Regions from separate parts of the Mus musculus genome. Here regions 1, 2, 3 and 4 are each linked to region 5. A link is a contact called in public ChIA-PET and promoter capture Hi-C data. All regions are on one chromosome and are shown on one strand. Each heading gives the region's core, a stretch centred on a gene start, on an enhancer-like site or on the middle of the called end of the contact. The rest is flanking DNA. Distances are from core to core; before and after follow the strand shown. Region 1 holds the start of Kptn (kaptin). Region 2 overlaps Dhx34 (DEAH (Asp-Glu-Ala-His) box polypeptide 34). Region 3 holds the start of Ccdc8 (coiled-coil domain containing 8). Region 4 overlaps Sae1 (SUMO1 activating enzyme subunit 1). Region 5 holds the start of Arhgap35 (Rho GTPase activating protein 35).

Region 1 (4,125 bases), core at 1,142-3,641, 500 kb after region 5:
TTGCACACAAGTAAATATAAAAGGATCTTCATAATAAGGTGTATATATACATGCATGCACACATGAACACACATGCACACCAGTACATCCTTGCACTTGCACATGCATGTACACACACACACACACACACACACACACACACACACTTGAAGCTTCATTTTTGTATCTCTTACCTGCTAAACCAGAGGTTGGGCACTAGGACCTGCATACCAAATCCAACCCACTAAATGCTTTTTGTAAATAAAGTTTTATTGGCACAATCCTCATTCATCTACCATGTCAACTGCTGTTTGCTTACTCTAGTGGTAAAACTGTACAGCTGTGAGACCAACTGTCTGACCCTCAGAACCTAAGATTTACTAACTGACAAAAAATGCAAAACAAAACAAAACAACAATGTTGCTAATCTCTGGTATCAGTGTTGTTATGAAGACTCGCAAATGAACCCACTTTCTTCTTTTTTTTTTTTTTTTTCGAGACAGGGTTTCTCTTTATAGCCCTGGCTGTCCTGGAACTCACTTTGTAGACCAGGCTGGCCTCAAACTCAGAAATCCACCTGCCTCCCAAGTGCTGGGATTAAAGGTGTGTGCCACCACGCCCGGCTTATGAACCCACTTTCTTTGGGATTTTAAATTGTGAAGATTCTAGATGGTCTGTATTCTACCTCCTTACAGGTCCCTGTACAGAATCTCAGGAGCTGCTGGGTTTGATAGAACCCCCCCCCAACTTTTTTTTTTTTTTTGGAGACAGCTCTCATATAACCCAGGCTAGCCTTAAACTCATGCAGCCAAAGATGACCTTGAGCCAAATTCTTATCCTCCTGCTTCTGTCTCCTGAGCGTTGACATTAGAGGTATGCACCACTGGTATGTGTGCTCTGGATGGGACCCAGAGCTCTGTGTGCCAGGCAAGTATTCTACTGCCTGAATGTATCCTCAGCATTCAATTGCATCTTTTAAATCTGGGAATCTCAGGGCTTCTCGGGCTACAGAACAATTCCAGGCCTGGGAAGTAGAGATCTAGAATTTTGGAAGTTGAGTTCCCAGTGCTCAATTAACCCACTGGAATGATCTACCTGAGGGGCGACAATGTAACCATCTTGGCTGCATTCACTCTGAAAAGCACCACGAGAACCAGACTGGTGATGGCAGGTGTGTGGATTCCAGTCTGCTAAAGCTCAGTGAAACCCCACTTCCCGGCTATACTTCCCATCACCTTTTGGGCCCCTAACACTACCTGTTTCCAATCCTTAGTAGAGGAAAAGCCTTTTGTTTTCCAGATAGGGCAAAAGCCTCTGAGTGCAAGGAAAGGGTAGGAGAGCATGGGTGCCCAGGGTCACTCACTCTGCGTGGCACAGCTGGAAAGGTGTGAACTGGAGTTCCAAATTCAGGCAGCTCTCTGCAGAAGGACACAAGTTAAGCCCAGCAGCCCCTGGCAGCCCCAGCTACGCTCTCCCCTAAGCCCCACTCACCTGCAATAGAGTCCAGGTTGTACTCTGAGCCAGGCTCATAGTCACAGTAAATGTTAAGAAACGGACTGCCCTTGTCTCCTGAGTCCTGGGGGTGGAAACTTCTCTCAGGGGAGGTAGGGGAGGTGACAGGCATTTGGAGTAGATTCAGAGCACTTGAGAGAGACTTGGTGGGATCCACAGTGACTAAGGAGGAGGGCGTGGACAGGTGGAGGGTGCTGTGGTACCTTTATAAAAGTGATGCCCACAACCAGGCCCCGTTTTGGGGGTGACTTGTTGAAAGTGTCGATGGAGACGATCTCAGCATCCACTATGAGGGGAGTTCAAAGTTCACTGATTAGGCAGGTCTCCACTCTTGCAGCCTAACCACACTAACTTCATACCACAGCAGATGCAGGCGTCTGACCGCTATCATCATGACCTCTGAACACCGACTACTATGCTGTTGATAACTTATGTTTGCGGAATCCTGAACCCTAACTACTTTCAGGCCATGATGACCACTGTCTCGAACCCTAATGATTATCAGTTTTGACCCTGACCTCGCAACACAGTGACAATCTTAGAATCCTCAACACCAGACTCTAGTCCCGCCCCAGGCACCACAGCGCCACGCACCGGGAATGTAGTTGAATTGCAGCTCTTTAGCCACAGGCCGGATTTTCTGTCGGAGGTCTTGATAGCGGAAGCCGAGCACCTTGCCTTTAAGAGTGGCGGCCAGCAACTCCCCTCGCCCGTCCGCGCCTCCAGCAAGCCCGTACACGTTGCTTTGCGACGAGAAGCGCGTGAAGCTGTCCTCCAGCAGTGGACAAGGTCCCTCTGCCACGGCCGCCTCCCCCATCCTGGCCCTCCGCGATCGGTCCCAGATGGCCTGATGCTCCCCAACCTGTCAGGAAACCTCCACTAGCGCATACTGATGACGTCAAGAAGCTGCGGTTACTGCCCTCTACAAATATGGCGCTTGGTTCCTTGACTGGGCGGCCCAGACAAAATTGCCCTTCTGCAACTGAGTGTTCTGTCCTTGCCCATTTCGGAGCTATGGAGAGGGCCTTCCAGGATTTGAGATGGGGGAATGGAGGCGTCTCTGGGCCTCTCTGAAAGCAGTGTGTAAAGGAGAATAAGTATCACCCTGAACTGTGGGTGGGCACACACTCCTGTGAGTACAGCACTTGGGAAGTGGAGGCAGTCGCAGCAGTTTCAACCCTTCTACAAAGTTAGAGGCTAAGCTTAAGTAATAAGTAGTTTTCAGGCCCGTCGGTCTGCAGGAGACACTCCCAGCCCCCAACTTCTGTCTCTCTCTACACACACATGCACTCCTATAAATACACTCATTCTCCAACAAAAACTATCTGAACAACAAAACAATTATAAAACCTAATTACTACCCTTTTGGATAAGCACATTCGATCTGCCAATTTATTTAAACTCATAAGCAAGCTGAAGTGGAGGCACATATCTAAACTTTTTACTTTTAGAGACAGGATCTTACTCCATAGCCTTGGCTGAACCAATAATTTACAAATCAGGCTGGCAACAAACTTGTGACAATCCTCTTACCTCTGTATGCCACGTGCCAAGAACACAGGCGTGCCCTTCTAAAGTAGGTATTCTTAATATTTTTAAAACACTTATGTGTATGTTTCTGTATGGGCACATGTACCATGGCATGTGATCAGAGAACAACTCTGGGAGTCAGTTCCCTTCACCTTCTGGGTCTCAGCAATTGAACTGCTTAGGCATGGTAGCAAGCACCAGTATCTGCTGAGCCATCTTGCTGGCCCTAAGGTACTCTTGAATCTATTATATAGGCCAACTGAGTTAAGTAAATTCTTTAAGCAATATTATCTTTAAAACAGTAAAGTGTATTCTTGTACCAGGGAAAAGATCAGTTAACCTGTCCATCCTGATGGCAGAAGAGACTACCTGCTTTAGTGAACATTCATAGTGACAGTCTGCAGGACCCATGGCTACCTTGTCCACTCACACTGCTCCTGGTGCCATCACACCCTTTAGAGAGTCCCTCACAAACTTCTCACCAGAACTATGCAAAGAGCTTTACAAAGTTTGAGCCCGACGCTGAGGGAGAGCAGGATCTGGACTGAGGTTTCTGTGATGGAGGGCTTACCAGCCAGGTGCTATGAGGCCTTTCAGGGGGTCTGGATCTGCCACTTCAATCAACTCCAGCACCTGGGATGCATAGCCTCAGACACAAAGCAGGCTCCGTAGATATGCCAAAACCCTGCCGACTCTAGGCCAGATAGATGGCATAGGTGATAAGGATGCTTGCTATGCAAGCCTCACAGCAACCCAAGCCCAACCTGTGGAATCCATGGAAAAAGTCAGAGGAAGTGGTGCCTATCTGTAGTCCTAGTACTCCTTTGGAGAGATGGAGCTGGAAGCTCATGGGCCAGTTAACTTGAAGTACTAAGTACATTAGTAGAAAGAAGTCCCTGCCTTAACCCCACACACCTTTAATTCCAGTACACTGGAGGCGAGCCTAGTCTACAGCCAAAGCTACACGGTGTGTCCCTGTCTCAAGCAATACACACAAGACTCTGCTTCAATAAGGAGTTAAGGAGGACTGACAATGTCCTCGGACATTCTGGGCCATGGTGTATGAGCATAGACATACTTAGAAGCCTCCAACCATGTGGCAGG
Region 2 (3,807 bases), core at 961-3,460, 410 kb after region 5:
ATGTGGCACAGATGGCCCCCGATGGGCTGGCTCTGAGTGGCTCACAGTGAGACACAAATGGTCTTGGGACGGTCCCGGGAAGCCCATTGCTGGGTCTCATGGACACAAAACAGGTGAATGATAGGGACCGAGGGGGATCTCGGCGTGCTGGGGCCTCATGCAGCCCTGGGTCTGACTATTCAGTGCCTCTCGCTCCAGGGAGCAGTAAGGAGAGCAGTGTGGATGTGTAGGCATGTGACAGGGGCAGGCAGACAGGGTCTGAGCTCCCAGAAAGTCCACACAGGTCTCCAGAGCCCGGGGATTCCCAGCTCCTCACTGATGGGCACAGGTATATGGACACGTGTTTCCAGTGTGCCTACCCATAACCTTCCCTGTCCCACATCACCTTTCAGCCATCCATTTCCCCCTTTTTTCCTACTCTTGCCTCCCTCCTCCCCCCCTCCTCCTCTTCCTCTTCCTCCTCCTCCTCTTCCTCTCCCTCCTCCTCTTCCTCTTCCTCCTCCTCTTCTTCCTCCTCTTCCTCCTCTTCCTCCCCACCCTCCTCCTCCTCCTCCTCGTCAAACTAAATGAAGGCTGTGGCCAGTTTTATTCTGCTATAAGCACAGTCAGCACCAAGACAAACCAGGGCAGGCTGTGTGCAAGTCTTACTAGGGGAGGAGAGCTGTGGCCACTGGGAGCCAAGGAAATCAAGCCAAGGGAGGCTGGTGGAGGTCAGGGGTAGCTCAAATTTTTGGCCAGCATTAAAATGGGCCCTATGAGCTGAAGGAAGGAACTCCGGTCATGATCTCTAGTGGAGAGATGGGGAAACAGAGGCTCTTCCTTAAGGTTCTGGGACCACAAATCTCAGCTTGTAGGTTTGCATCGGCCTGTTTGGTTCCTAAGGCTCTTTGTGAGCAGTGGAGAAGGAGGTGAGAGCAGGGCCCTTGAGTGCCCCAGAGCAGAGAGCTGACTTTCCCGAGGCTTAGCTGCCCCTGCTGTCCACAGGGAAGATGCTGATCCTCGGCTCCATGTTCAGCCTGGCAGAGCCTGTGCTCACCATTGCTGCTGCCCTCAGCGTCCAGTCACCATTCACCCGCAGTGCCCAGAGCAACCTGGACTGTGCCACTGCCCGGAGACCGCTGGAAAGTGACCAGGGTGACCCCTTCACACTCTTCAATGTCTTCAATGCCTGGGTGCAGGTGAGGCTGGGCTGGGTGCCTTTGTCATTCAACCCCACTGGAGGACCCTCCAGCTGTGCTGCTTCATGTTTCTGAGCCCTGAGTCTACCCAAGGAATCTCTGTCCCTGCCATTCATGCTCTGGTGCCCAGGGTGGGGGTGGGGGTGGGGGTGTGGCAGCCAGTGCCCAGCCCAGGATCCACAGGGTATCCGACAGAACCCAGTGCTATCTAGAGAAAGGCCAACCTTCCTGGGGGACATTATATACCCAGTCTACCATTCCTGAGCCCTCATCAGTGGCAGTTCAGGGGGAGGACCCAGGACACCTAACCCAGCATGCTGTCTGGGTGCTCCTGTCGGGGTGCATGAGCTCTGGGGCTGAGTCCTGGAAAAAGGATAGGAGGGTCCCTTAGAGCGGCCCCCAGCCCGCCCTGCTTCAGAGGCTCCCGTGCTGGGGCTTGCTCCCACAGCTGGCCAGGTCCTCACTCTGAGGTGTCTGCCCCTCAACCAGGTGAAGTCTGAGCGGAGCGGAAACTCTCGAAAGTGGTGCCGCCGCCGGGGTGTGGAGGAGCACCGGCTGTATGAGATGGCCAACCTGCGGCGCCAGTTCAAGGTGAGGACCAGACCCTTCTGGGTGACTGGGTCCCCACCACATCACCGTCCCACAAGGGGAGCAGGACTGGGGCAGCCTTGGCAAGGTGGCAAAAGCGTGGACCTTGGAGAGTGTTCTTGGGGAAGGCACACGGGTCACTGGCTGTATGGCATCCTAGGGGAGAGGCTCACCTTGGCCCCAGGCTGCTGACCTGCAGCTCAGGGTGAGTGTTGGGGGCGGGGGGGGGGGGCATTCAAGGTGACAGGACAGCCAATGTGTCTGCAGCCCAACGTGGCTCGGCTCGTTCTCACAGTGTGGTTTCCCCTGAGGCCCCGCCCTCCACCACAACCCTTGGGCCTTAGCTTCCCCTGGAAATTTCCCCTGGAAGATGAAAGTAATGACACTCTTCAGTCCCAATGGGCAGATACAATAGCTCTCCAGCTGCCGCCTATGTTCACGTGGCAGGCTGTGTGGGCAGCGTGTCACTGTGGTCACTGGAGGTGAGTGAGGACAGAGCTGTGCGCTCCACTGTTGTGTGGCTTCAGTTCTGTGTGCCTCTCTCTGTCACTTACAGGAAGCTCAGATACACTGAGCTTTGTGGTGGTCTGTAGCATGGAGGCAATAGGAGTTCCTGGGGTAGCCCATGGCCTCGAGGGCAGGTGGGCCAGTTAGGACTCAGAAACCTTGCTAGGCTCTCAGTGTTGGGCTCAGTCATTCCTTGCCCACTTCTGCAGCTTCCAGAGCTTTGGTTCTACTCTTGTTGACCTTGAACCCAGGGCCTTGTTCATGCTAGGTAAGTGCTTTATCACTGAGTAGAAACGTCCAGTCCCTCTTCTCTTCACAGGGCCTTATTAAGTAGCCCAGGCTAGCCCCAAACCCATGATTTCCCTGCCTCAGCCTCTTGAGTGCCGGGATGACAGGTATGCATGGCCAGGTCTGGCTTGAGATTAGGTGTTCCTGACAGGTTCCCAGGCATAACCCAGCTTTGAGAAGAATCTTGTGGGACCTTGAGGGCCCCATGCTAGCCCTCAAGTGAGCCTGCAGGCAGCTCTGGGAATAGCTGCTATTGACTCTCCTGTGAACCATCTGTGCCTGACCAGATGTTCATGAGTAAGAGCTGTTCCCAGGGCACAGAACTCAAGTCTGGGGCCAAGGACTGACCTCCCCGCCCCCCGCCTCCACAGCCTTGGGAGGTATGGGGTGACCCTCACTCTGCACTGAGGAGAATATACCAGGAAGTTATCACATACCAGCCTGTGGGCCTGAGGCTGTGTCAGCCCAGAGCCCACTCACCTGAGCCCTTCTTGTTCATAGGAGCTGTTGGAGGATCATGGATTGCTGAGTGGGGCCCAGGTAGTGGCCCCAGGGGACAGCTACAGTCGGCTGCAGCAGCGCCGAGAGCGCAGGGCCCTGCACCAGCTGAAGCGACAGCATGAGGAGGGTGGGGGACGCAGGCGCAAGGTGCTGAGGCTGCAGGAGGATGGCTGCTCCAGCGATGAAGAGGACCGAGAGGGCTCTACCTCCCAGAGGGCTGACAGCGTTGACATCCAGGTGGGACGGCCATGTACGGGGCCAGGGGCATGAAGGGGCATGGGACACAGGAGACACAAACACCTTCTAGAGCAGGGGTCGGGATCCCTCAGAGCCACCACGCATTCTTGCCTTTGCAGGATGTGAAATTCAAGCTTCGGCACAACCTGGAGCAGCTGCAGGCAGCTGCCAGCTCAGCCCAGGACCTGACCCGAGACCAACTGGCCCTGCTCAAGCTGGTGCTCGGGCGGGGGCTGTACCCACAGCTGGCTGTGCCCGATGCGTTCAACAGTGGCCGCAAGGACTCAGACCAGGTAGACTTCTCTTTTAACGTGTTTCCTCAGCACCCCCTGGGTTCCAGGGAACTTAGTGTGACAGAAAGACCCTTGGCTTTGTCCTTGGGTTGCTCTGCACACTAGCCAGAGGGGACAGGGCTGGAGGAGGGCAAGGCAGAGGGTCACACCCAGCTTGGGCAGGAATCTGGAGGACTTGGTGAATAAGGAGAAGGACTTTGTCCCAGGGGAGGAGA
Region 3 (3,532 bases), core at 103-2,602, 380 kb before region 5:
CTGGCCCACCTCGGAGCCTGATCTGGGTGCCCAGCCCTTCACCCTCTGTTTCAGCTTCCCCCAGGACACCTGGCTAACATACTCCCTCCATCTGTCGGCCTTGGATGGCTGGGGCCCCAGGTTGTTCTCAAACATGGGCACTGGAAGATTGACTCGGCGTCGTGGAGGAGGCGCGCTGGGCTTCTCCCCACGGCGGAGGAAGGCCTCCACCAGCTCCTGATCATCCTCACTCTCCACATCGCTGCCCAGGAATTTGCTGCCCAAGTAACTGACCGGCATTTTGCGCACCTTCCTGGTCCTCCCGGAGGAGCTCCTGTTGCCTTTGACTTTGGAGGTATCGAAGTCACTCAACTCACTGTCGCTGCCATTGCTGCTGTCATAGGTACCTACAACCAGCCGAAGTGGAGGAGTGACCATCTGCGGGACTCTCCTCACTCTCAGCTCCTTGGTTCTTTTGCGGGGTTGGGGTGGGTGTGGAGTGCTCTTTTCGATGATACGGGCCACATCTTCCAGGGTGCGGCCCTCCTCCTGCAAAAACTGGATTAGCCGCTCCCGAAACTCAGCTTCCTTCGTTGCAGGCTTGGAGATGACTCTCCACACGCCCCCAGCCAGGCGGACCTCCCGGGGGATGAGCAGATAGTCAACATCCTCCCCAATCTGCAGCATCCCCACCGTGGAGTCCTCTTCTTTGCGGAACACCTTTCCGATTTTCTTAAAGGTGCCCACAGGCCTTAAGGCCTCCACTAACACGTCCAGATCGACATCTTTGCAGACGTCGGGGACACTCCAGAGGATCAGGCAATCGGGAGACGGAAGGAAGCCCCAGGGGAACCATCCCCCTACGTGGCTTTTTTCGAGAGTCTTTAAGATCTCCAGCGTGGACGCTCGAGTGGGGGCAAAAAGCCCAGACACTTGGCTGCTAGTCTTGGGGAGGGGGCGGTGGACAGTCCTAGCAACTCTGCTCGCACAGAGTGTCTCCTCCCTACAATTTTCTCTTCAGGAAACAAGTCCAAGTTGGCTTCCCCAACCCCCTCGGAGTTGTAGCAAGCAGTTTTCCAGGATGCTTACATGAACTGAAGCACGCTCATTCCCGAGGCTCAAAGTTCAGTCCAAACTGGAATCGCCAGTGTCCCGGCTCCAAGTTGGGGTCCCACGAGCTCCGATCGCTTCTCCCTTGCCCCAGACACCAGGATATAGCTGAAAGTTCTTGGGAGGACTCTGCAGACAAAGACGGCTCAGCGTGGCCTTTCAATATGGCGAGGTGCTTAAAGGCCTCCGCCCAGCCCCGAGGAGGGTCTCCCGCCCCCAGGCAGTCTGCCACCCGCTCCAAACTGACCTTGCGCTCAGTCTGTGGTGGAGCTGAGAGCCGCAGGAAGTTTCTGGGCGCCCTCCCCTCCTGGGTGAGGCCCACCTTCTCCTTCTCATCTTACACTCTAAGCCTGGGAAGACTGGCAGCGGGGCTGTCCACTCCCCTTCAGGGCAGCCTCCCTCTCCTCCCCCACAGAGGTGTGGCTGCCCCCCAGAGCCTCAATGGGGCCAGGGCTTCCCTTAGCTGCAGCCAAAACCCACGTCATCATCCTTCCCAAAAGGCAACGGGTCCCCCAACCTGCCATCCTAGACGTGCAAGCCCAAAAGGTGCGAGTGCTGATGGCTCAAATCCTTTGAAGGCTATTGCAATTATGAACGTGCGTTTAAAATTAAGGGGATGGGACTAGAGGTGGCTCAATGGTTAGGAGCATGGGCTACCTTTATGTAAGACCTGGGTTTGACTCCCAGAACCAATACGATGGCTCAAAACCCTGTTTATTTCCAGTTCCAGGGGATCCAATACCCTCTTCTGATCTCTGTGAGCACTGCATATACGTGGTACACACACACACACACACACACACACACACACACACACACACACACACACAGAGAGAGAGAGAGAGAAGACATTCATGCACACAAAAAGGGGCACACAAGATAACCCAATGGGTAAAAACATTTCCCCAAAGCCTGAATTCAATCCCAGAACCCACATAAAACCAATTCTACAAAGTTATTGTTCAATCTCCACATGTGCACCCCTATACACAGATTGTACATATATTAATTCACACACGATAAACACGGGTTTTGTTTGTTTGTTTGTTTGTTTGTTTGTTTTTCGAGACAGGGTTTCTCTGTGTAGCCTTGGCTGTCCTAGAACTCACTTTGTAGACCAGGCTGGCCTCGAACTCAGAGATCCACCTGCCTCTGCCTCCCAAGTGCTGGGATTAAAGGCGTGCGCCACCATGCCCAGCCCGATAAACACGTTTTTAAAGTAAAATATTTTCTTGGAGTTGGAGAAATGGCTCCATGGTTAAAAGCACAGGCTGCTCTTTCAGAGGACCTGGGTTCAATTCCCAGCACCCACATAATGCTCATAAATGTCTGTAACCCCACCTCTAGGGGATTTAACACCCCCCCCCCACTGATATACATCAAAACACCAAAGCACATAAAATAAATATATTTTTTAAATAAAAAATTTTCTTAAAAATAAAAAAACCTTTAAGATCACAGAGATGTTGTACCCTCAGTTCTTAGTTTATGTATCCCACGTGGCCTCAAACTTTCAGGGATCCTCCTGCCTCAGCCTCTGTCTACTAGGCTTTACGTAGGCCACTATTATCAGGCTTAAGCAACAACAACAACGGCCAGGTAAGGAAGTGACTTTAATATCAATATAAGAACATATATCAGGCATGGGATGCACACTTGTGATCGCAGTAATTGAAGGCAGGGGGATGAGGAGGGTAAGGTCACTCGCAACTTCAGAGAGCTCACACCAGCCTGAGCTACAAGAGACCCAGGGGCTGGAGAGGTGTCTCTGTGATTAAGAGCGCTTGCTGCTCTTATAGAGGATTCGGTTCCCAGCACCCACGTAGTGGCTTACAGTCACCCAGAACTCCAGTTGATGGGGATCTGATACCTTCTAACCTTCACAAGAAGCATGCCTGCAAAGGTTACGCAAGCGAGAGCGCGCGTGCGTGAGCGCACACACACAATCATAAAAAAAAAAAATTAAAGTAAGATAAACATTTGTGATTTTATTTAACCCAGAAAAACCTTGGAGGCAGATCATGAGCAATGAGGAAAAGGGAAAGGGGACGGAGAAAAAGAAGGTGCAGGAGAGGATTTTTCAGGTTCAGGTTTGGAGTCGGGGTGGGGTGCTTTGTTTGGGTCCTGTCCTGGCTTCAACGTCCCCATTGGGGGTAGGAGGGAGGACGCTTTTGCTGGCTCTGCTTAGGTGAACTTTCCTCCTCTTCACGACATGGAATTCTAGCTGCTCAGCCCAAGGCCTTGAACGTGACTAGTGGTCTCCAAGGCAACAAGGGGCCCTGGCTGAGCTTAGGGGAGAAGCTGGGAACTTCCACACAGCAGGCACAGAGGCAGCCCCTCCTCTGGCCCCTCCAGCCTTCCTTAGGCCTCTTCCCCAAAGCAGAGGTGCTTTGAAGAGAAGCCAAGACACCCCTACCACACCCCGCAAGGGCTTTTAAAAGTG
Region 4 (3,594 bases), core at 490-2,989, 280 kb after region 5:
AAAACCAAAGTACTATGGAATGTTAACATGTAGGATGTGGGTGTGTGAGTAGCTTTTGGTTGGTTGGTTGTTTGGTTGGTTGGTTTGGTTAAATAGCTGGATGTGGCAGTGCATCCTGTGATGTAAGCTGCTCAGGAGGTAAAGGCAGAAAGATTATAAGGTCAAGTTGAACACCTTAGTGAGATCCTGTCTCAAAAAGTAAAAAGAGGGCCAATAAAATGTGACAGGGTGGTAGAGCACCTTAAGTTCCCCCGGCAAAACACAAAACAAGCAACACAAGCTAGCAGTGGGAATGGTCCTCACTTTGTATCTCTAGCCCTCCAGAGGCTGAAGGAGGAGGACTCAGGACAGCACCAGCTTGAACTGCATACTCTATTTTCTCTTTGGTTTTGTGATAGAAGGAACAGTGATACCACACCTGGTCATTGGGGTTTACTTTGTTATGTTCTATGTGCCATGTCTAAAATGCAGCAGTCCTGTCTGCAGTGTATTTTAGCATTGACATACACGTGTCATTTTAAGAGACATTCGAAGCTCAGTACCAAGATGGATGGTTGATGTGTGGTTCCACAAAAACAGTTTAAACAGCAACCATTGGTTTACCAGATCAAAAAATAGATGTTGGTAATTGGGTTTATGTTATTATGTGTATAGGTGACACACCTTTAAAAATGTCTAGAAGACAAGGATGGATCGGGGTGGGAGGATAAAATATGGAGTGTAAAAAAATTAATTAATAAAAAATAATAAAGATGTCTAAAAGGCATATGTGCCTGTGTGAGAGGATCATGGCGGCCTGATGTCCCACTTTGCTCCTCTAAAGTGCTCCTTCTGTGTTTTGGACCCCAGGAGGGTGATTGGAGGAGGCCAGTTGGGCTCTCCTGAGATTTTCCTCTGAGCACTCTAGCCGATGAGGGTCGTGCAGACTTTGTGCTGTACCCATGTTTACTTTATTTATTCTAGCACGTAACACAGCCTGCTCGCCCATGGTTCTGGGAATAGCATACAGAAGAACCCACTGCCCGTGTGCCGAGAGGAGAATTGCGAGAATGTGCTGGGGCCACTCACACATCTGGTGTTTGTAGGACCTTATTTTTAGGAAGCACAGATATAGTGTTTCCTTGAACTTAAAAAAAAGAAAAAGAATCATGTGAAGGAATTCATGCTTTGCAAAGTTAAAGGTCTTCCCCACCCACTTAAGAGCCCCTGGGGTCAAATTTAATTTTCACGCCTGGATACCAGCTCTAGCACTGGGCTCTGACTAGGACTTTTATCCAGGACAGCCCCTGGCTGGTCCCCACCCCTCTACCTTCCTGTGCCCTGGTGCTATGTTTTTCTTGTTTGTCTTCTAGGTACTGCTTCTCTGAGATGGCCCCAGTATGTGCTGTGGTTGGAGGGATCTTGGCACAGGAAATTGTGAAGGTAAAGTCATCATGTGGAGCTGACGGCTGACCTCAAGGCCCTGCCCGCACACTCACAGAGCCAAGGGGTGGCAGACCTGCTTGCTCTCTAGCCCCTCAACCTTGCATGCCCTGGCCCTGTACTCAGGCCATCATGGGCCAGCCAGCTAGTGGTCTTGGATGCTGCCTATAGTTGCCACTTTGTCTGCTCTACCAGTCGTGTGAGCAGGTTTCCATCTAAGAGGAAAACATAGAAAAGAGATCCAACAGCTATGACCCTAACCGACATCCGTCAGAGTGGTGTCAGGGCACCCTGTTTATTCTGCATGCTGTGAGTATGTGTAGAGGAGGGTTAAGTTCAGTGTCTATAGGACGCGTGATCTACCAGCAGCCACATGAGTGGCTCTACAGTGACCTGTGACCTCCTGTTATGACAGTTAACGACTTAAAAGAAGACTAGGTCTAGGAACTATGTAACTCTTCTAGAATATTTGGTTTACTAAAACTTTTTTTTTCCTTCCCCGCCCCGTCCCCTGGTTTGCTAAAACTATGGCAAACTTTGAAGTAGATTTTATTTCCTTTGGAGACTTAAATATTTGCCCAACTTTCTTAAGTTTGTCTTATGCAGGGCTAGGGTGTAGCTCAGTGCTAGTGTTTGTTTAGCATGCCCAAGGCTCCTAAATTCAGAAACTTTAATTTTGTTTGGTTTTTGTTTTGTTTTGTTTTGTTTTTGTCTTTTGAGATAGGATCTTATTCGACAACTCAGGCTGACTCTTGGCCTCCTGAGTGCTGGGAATGCAAACATGAGCCACACGACAGCTCTTCTGCAGAAGTGTCTGTAGTCATGTCTCTTGTGGACAGAGACATGGCTGGCTGGCTGACTTCCACGTCTCTTCACGTTCAGACTGAGGAGGGCAGTGTGTGGAGATACTGGTTCTTGCTGCTTTGACTTGGGGTCTCCTTGAATCCTGTAGCTTTACCATCTTTTTGTCTCCTTTGCTGATTTGCTCTCTGGTCTAAACTCATTTGCCCAAGTCTCCCCACTTCTACACTCTAGACAGCAAGGGCTGGAGAAACAGGAGAACCTAGAGGCTCTGCAGATGTTGCCCTAATAGCACCACTCCAGAGACTCGCATGGCACTGTTTGCCCTGGGGGGAGGTGAGGTTGGAGAGTGGAGGCTGGGGCAGGTGGCCTGGAACCATTGTTGATGGTGGCTTCTCTACACATCCCTGTCTTAATGCTGCCCCCTCCTTCCTGCCTGCTGGGTACAGCTGTTGCTCAGCATCTTGTTTCTGTTTACCCCAGACAGCCAGAGCACTCTACATTCTTGGTTGCTGGGTGTGTTTGGAATCTCGTACCCCAACTTGCTTGAGAATCACTTTACCTTTTGCCCCATGTTCACCCTCTGCCCTGTCCCTTCATCCCTCCACTCCCTCTGCTTAGCACACTACAGCCAGCTGGCAGGAAGGCCTGCATCTGAGGCCCTCGCTCTGAGCACCTATTAAAAGTACTTGGGAGCAGTTCGAGGGAGAGTGTGAAAGTCCCGCAGATCAGGTTTTCCTCCTCCCTCCCTCCTTTGTATCCTTCTAGTCGCTCACTGTCTGGCAGGCTTTATAGGCTTCAGCCATCCCTGTGGCCCATGAGTTTCTGTCCATGGTGGTAGAGGGAAGAGTGAAAACAGCAGCCATAGCAGACCTCATATTAAAACTCAAGTTGAGCCCAGCAGTGGTGGCGCATGAATCCCAACACTTGGGAGGCAGAGGCAGGCGGATTTCTGAGTTTGAGGGCAGCCTGGTCTACAAAGTGAGTTCCAGGACAGCCAGGGCTACACAGAGAAACCCTGTCTCAAAAAAAAAAAAAGGGCCAAAACCAAAAAACTCAAGTTGAGCCAGCACCTTCAGTTGCAGCTGTTCAGGAGGCTGGAGCCAGGGAGCCCAGGAGACCAGACCAGCCTAGTCAGCAGAGCCATGAAGGATATAGATATGGGTCATGTCCCCTTTGGCTTGGAGGCTCTGGGAGTGTTGTCTCTATGGCACCATTAGATAATGCTCCTTCCCATTGATGACAACAGCTCCTGTTACTGAGAGATGTATCCTGGGAGGGACAAGGAAGGGATGGCAGAGGAGTTCTGCACATGCTGGTGACCCCTGGAGCTTAGGTGGGCCAGCCACAGTTGAGGAGCACTAAACCGTT
Region 5 (4,053 bases), core at 179-2,678:
AGACATACATACTGGCTGCCTTAACCACCTTAAAGCAGACTCCAGGAATATCACCCACAGCATGACCTTTTTGACTTCATGAAGTTCTGGCTGCTGGATTTGGTCGAGCCCATGTAATTTTATTTAGCAATGCTTACTGCGTACTCAATACGTGTAGGTCACTCCTTTACACCCCACCCTCATTTAGAGACACAGTAGTTCCCTCTTAACTCCCCTGTTGCTTTCTGATGTTTCAGTTACCGGTGGCTAGGAGGGTCACATCCACATTTCTCTTATTACAGCGTAATATATATTCATCGTTTTTCTATTGTTGTGGGTAATCCTCTGCTAAGAGTAATCCATCAGCTATTATAGATATTAATGTATAAGGGAGATCGCCCATATTTTACTGGGTTCTAGTAGTTCGAGGATTCCCACCATGAATCGTGGCCATAGGGCCTATTATACCTCATTCGATTCTCCAAGCGACCCTTTGGAGTTCAGTATTGTTATCCCACTTTACAGATGAAAAGCCTGGAAAGAAGTGCAAGGCTGGATCGGAAACACGTGCTTCCTTCAGGCATTCCACACTCTGTGAGGCGCCGGGAAAGCCTGTCTTTCACAATCCATCCTTCCGGAGGGCTCCCAGAGGAATACAGAGTTAGAGGGGAGCCCTCTTACATCACCATTCCCCCTGCAAGCACCCAAAGTGACATGTGGTTTGCTGTCATTTGCCCGATGCTGACTTGGGAGACTAGGGCTGCAATGCAGGGCCTGTCCTTCCTCTGCCCGAGACCAAGCACTGGGAGAAATCACCAGTAACTTGTATCAACGCGCCTGGCCCACAGGTTTTTCTTCAGCGCCCGGGAAAGAGCACGTGCCCCCTGTCCCCGCCCACTCTTTTGGGCTGGCCAACGGCGAGCCTGGGTTGGGCTGTGAAGGACCACGCCCCCTTCCCTCGCCCAATTGGTTCACTCGCTGGGTACGCTCCCTCCTTCACAGCCCCGCCTCGCCACCCCACGTTACGTCTGTCCCCCCAACCCCCTCCGTTATCCCGAAGCTGCGGCTCCAGGAGGCGAACCCACCTCCCTCTGCCTTCCATTGGTTAGTGAGGTCCCGCGCGAGCGGGATGGAGCCCTAAGTCCCCGCCCTCACGAGCCGGGCCAAGCCTCTCAGAGATGGCTTTCTCTTGGAGCCGGCGCGGTGTGGGGAGGGGCGGCGGGTACTGCAGCCTGGAACGCGCGACGCCGTGCGCGCCCCCCTTGCGGGCTCCTCCCTCCCTTCGGTGGCTTCGCAGGCTGCAGCCGTCTCTGCGCACGCGCACTCAGCCCACCCCGCGCCCTCCTGTGCCAGTTCGCGGGTGTCCGTCCTCGCGCTGTGTAAATCTGGCGCCGCAGCCGCTGAGGTAGCGGCGTTTTCCTCAGGCGCGCACGCGCACTCGCGCCCTCGGTGTCCGCGCGTGCCTGTCCTCCCGGCCTACGGTCCTCGCGGTGCGCTCGGCCCACAGGGCCGTTATCCACTTCCCAACCCCAGCCCCAGCATCTCTCGCCCCTCAGAAACGCACGCGCACTTGCGAGAGGGTCTCCAGTACGCGCACGGCCGCGGCGGCCGCAGGAAGGAGGCGACAACGCCGCTGCCGCCGCCGCCGCCGCCGCCGCCATTGCGCGGGAGGGAGGGAACGAGCGAGCGAGCGAGGCTGGTCCGCCCTCCCCCTGGTTCCCGCCCCTCCCCCCTTCCCCTCCCCGCCCCCCGCCCCGAGGGAGAGCCGCGGCGCGGCGGGAGGAGGAGGTGGAGGAGGCGGAGGAGGGAGCCCGCGAGGGAGGGTCCGCCCGGCCCCCCGCCGCCGGAGCCGCCACCGCCGCCTCAGCCGCCTCAGGAACGAGTCGCTAGGGGAACATGGCGCCGGGCCCGCCGTCGCTGCGGCTGGGATCGCGGAGGCCGGGGCCGCGCTGAGTGCGCCCCCGAGACTGGTAAGTGTCTCGTAGCTGGCGGAGGGGAATGTGGGGACGGGCGAGGCGCCGGGCGCCGCCCCGCTGCGGGATCCAAGGGTGGGGGGAAAGGCGGGGACCGCGGGGCCCGGAGCCCGCGAACAATGGAGGAGCCGGAGGGGGAGGGGTGGGAGCGCCCCCCCCAGCGCCCCGCGGTCCCCGCGTCCCGGCCGCTGCATGCCCGGGCCCGGCCCGCGCGGCCCGCCTTGCCCTTCCTATTCGCTAGTGTCCCCGCAGCCCTGCAATCCCGGCGTCTGCCTCCACACACGCCCCACCAAACCCGGTGAAGGATCTCGGTGTCTCTCAGCCTCCACTCGAGATACCCGACTCCCAATTCTGAGCCGTCTTCTTTCCCACTTCCTCCCCCACCCCGACCCCCAGTCATACCTACTTCGCCACCTCCTGGAGTCGGCTGTGCTCCTGGGACAGTCTACCTCCTCATTGACCCCTCAGTATCCCCTCTGACGCTCACTTTGAATATCCGTGGCCCTTCTACCTTACCTGTTTTCTGCTAGCATCACTTTTGGGAGGAAATCCCCATTCTCCTTCTTTGGCCTATTTACTGTTATTATCCCTGCGGTAGAACATCTTGCATCCCCAGGAGCTGTCCCTTTAGGACCTGCGGTTCCACCTCCGTGGAGATCCGTATTGGTCTGTTGATACAGGCACTGCTCTACTGCCCTCCCGGTCTTGGCTTTGGACATAATTCCTCCTTGTATTTGGGCCCAACTGCCCCATATTTTGCCGGGTCGCAACACTGAACCTTCTGCACCTCCTAGGATGTCCCTAAGCTCCTTCTCCTACGGTTCTCAGATTCTGATGCGCCTTGCTCGCTTCCTTCCCTTCTCAGTGCTTGCTCCCATTTTGCCATTCAGACCCTGTCCTCTTTTCCAGACCCTTCTGCCTGCCAACTCTGCCCCTGTGCAGGCGCTCTGATCTTGCATGCACTCCCCTGTGGTGCCTGGCTTTTTGCCCTCTTCTTTTTACCCCCTTTTCTGTCCCTTAGGGTGTCTCATTTTTGCCATTTCCTTTAGCAGACCTCTGCCCTAACCCTGACTACTCAGTTGTACTCTCTCTGCACCTCTATTCTCGTTGAGTTTCCTCTCTTTCCCACCTTTATTTCAATGCCCCTCTGCTCTGCTTCATTCATTTGCTCTCTCTCCCCACAAACCCATCACCAGTAAGTTCATCTACACCTAGGACTTGCTGCCTATGTCTTCCTTGCTCCTGGTGTTTCTCTGCACTTTAGATGACTCTGACCCTGATCCTTCACACGCTGCCCATTCTGCCCTTTTCTTCTACCGGCTTTTCCCCTTCATTCTCTTTATTTGGTGCTCTTTCCTCTCTTTTGGAGCTGTCCATTTGTCTACATAGTTTTGAATCGTCTTGAACTTTACTGTTGCTGTCCCTGTCAAAGTGATCATCTTCAACACCAGTCTCCTTGTGTTCTATGTTTGGTCCTTCTTAATTCTAAGTCCTCCATCCCCCCCATTCAGCCTTTCACTGGATTTTTTTTTTGTTCATTCTCCGATCCTGTCTTGTTCTGCCTCCACCTCCTTTTAAGTCCTTTTCCTTAGTTCTAACCTGAAGGTATCATTCCTTTCTTATTATCCCCGTCTCCCCTTTCTTGGAGTCTACAAATTCTTGTTTAGATGTTCATTTTCTTTTGATACCCGTTTCTCAGTTCCTTTCCTCTTTTGCTTCTTGCCTTTCTCCCTCGTGGCTTTCTGCCTTTTTCCTCAACCCTGTCAGGCTCCCTTTCTAATACTTAACTCACATCACACCTGCTTCTCAGGGTTTCCCACCCACCACCAACAAGTTCTCCATTGAGGACACCCCTGTCCTATACATCTCTCAGCATTTTCCAGGATAGACTGAGCCGAGGTACTCTAGGCACTGATCCAGGCTGCAGATTCTCTGTGAGTCCTGAGTGTTTTGAATTTTATCCTCCAAAGTCCTCCTGAGATCTGTTACAGAGGTAGGGATTGATTGGTTGCAGCTCTCTGCAGTCTTGGGAGTGTCTCCCCATTTTTCTGACTCTCATCAAGGTTAGTGATGGTGGATAGGATTCATCTATTGCCCCATT

The links. ChIA-PET counts read pairs in DNA pulled down with a chosen protein or histone mark. Capture Hi-C pulls out chosen DNA fragments and counts their contacts.
Region 1: a promoter capture Hi-C map of liver shows a contact between it and region 5. The contact joins the promoter of Kptn here to the promoter of Arhgap35 in region 5. A contact is called at or near these places in 1 of 39 promoter capture datasets (cranial neural crest), 1 of 484 Hi-C or Micro-C datasets (CD8 T cells) and 3 of 9 other capture datasets (adipose tissue, liver and macrophages).
Region 2: a contact with region 5 is called in an RNA polymerase II ChIA-PET map of memory CD8 T cells, with 17 read pairs. The contact joins the enhancer-like site here to the promoter of Arhgap35 in region 5. A contact is called at or near these places in 1 of 39 promoter capture datasets (pre-B cells), 5 of 484 Hi-C or Micro-C datasets (the G1E-ER4 cell line, cortical neurons, olfactory sensory neurons and 1 more) and 3 of 115 datasets of contacts at active chromatin or transcription factors (embryonic stem cells, memory CD8 T cells and microglia).
Region 3: a contact with region 5 is called in a promoter capture Hi-C map of adipose tissue. The contact joins the promoter of Ccdc8 here to the promoter of Arhgap35 in region 5. A contact is called at or near these places in 1 of 15 datasets of contacts at CTCF or cohesin (embryonic stem cells), 6 of 484 Hi-C or Micro-C datasets (CD4 T cells, embryonic stem cells, large pre-B cells and 1 more), 3 of 115 datasets of contacts at active chromatin or transcription factors (bone marrow-derived macrophages, differentiating embryonic stem cells and memory CD8 T cells) and 1 of 9 other capture datasets (adipose tissue).
Region 4: an RNA polymerase II ChIA-PET map of memory CD8 T cells shows a contact between it and region 5, with 13 read pairs. The contact joins the enhancer-like site here to the promoter of Arhgap35 in region 5. A contact is called at or near these places in 2 of 39 promoter capture datasets (neural stem cells and pre-B cells), 1 of 15 datasets of contacts at CTCF or cohesin (large pre-B cells), 1 of 484 Hi-C or Micro-C datasets (the AML12 cell line), 4 of 115 datasets of contacts at active chromatin or transcription factors (embryonic stem cells, memory CD8 T cells, microglia and 1 more) and 1 of 9 other capture datasets (adipose tissue).

Annotation. Positions count from the first base shown.
Region 1 is chr7:16,118,142-16,122,266 of GRCm38.p6, reverse strand. It overlaps Kptn (kaptin), which reads right to left and starts at 2,391. Exons shown (of 12, transcript NM_133727.2): 1 at 2,086-2,391; 2 at 1,695-1,777; 3 at 1,471-1,555; 4 at 1,343-1,397. The coding sequence starts at 2,308.
Region 2 is chr7:16,203,359-16,207,165 of GRCm38.p6, reverse strand. It overlaps Dhx34 (DEAH (Asp-Glu-Ala-His) box polypeptide 34), which reads left to right. Exons shown (of 17, transcript NM_027883.3): 8 at 985-1,178; 9 at 1,668-1,769; 10 at 3,063-3,299; 11 at 3,419-3,592. Among named protein-coding and RNA genes, the nearest start is that of Dhx34, 17 kb to the left of the region's middle. Within about 2 kb of position 2,210, at least 25 of the 459 cell types and tissues checked have an H3K27ac peak or open chromatin away from gene starts, as enhancers often do. A contact at or near this core is called in memory CD8 T cells, where this site is marked.
Region 3 is chr7:16,991,722-16,995,253 of GRCm38.p6, reverse strand. Ccdc8 (coiled-coil domain containing 8) reads right to left here and starts at 1,352. Exons shown (of 1, transcript NM_001101535.2): 1 at 1-1,352. The coding sequence starts at 666.
Region 4 is chr7:16,328,441-16,332,034 of GRCm38.p6, reverse strand. Sae1 (SUMO1 activating enzyme subunit 1) reads left to right here. Exons shown (of 9, transcript NM_019748.3): 8 at 1,353-1,422. Among named protein-coding and RNA genes, the nearest start is that of Bbc3, 21 kb to the right of the region's middle. Within about 2 kb of position 1,739, at least 16 of the 459 cell types and tissues checked have an H3K27ac peak or open chromatin away from gene starts, as enhancers often do. A contact at or near this core is called in memory CD8 T cells, where this site is marked.
Region 5 is chr7:16,612,368-16,616,420 of GRCm38.p6, reverse strand. It overlaps Arhgap35 (Rho GTPase activating protein 35), which reads left to right and starts at 1,428. Exons shown (of 7, transcript NM_172739.4): 1 at 1,428-1,949. Gm29443 (predicted gene 29443) reads right to left here and starts at 2,597. Exons shown (of 3, transcript NR_136928.1): 1 at 2,469-2,597.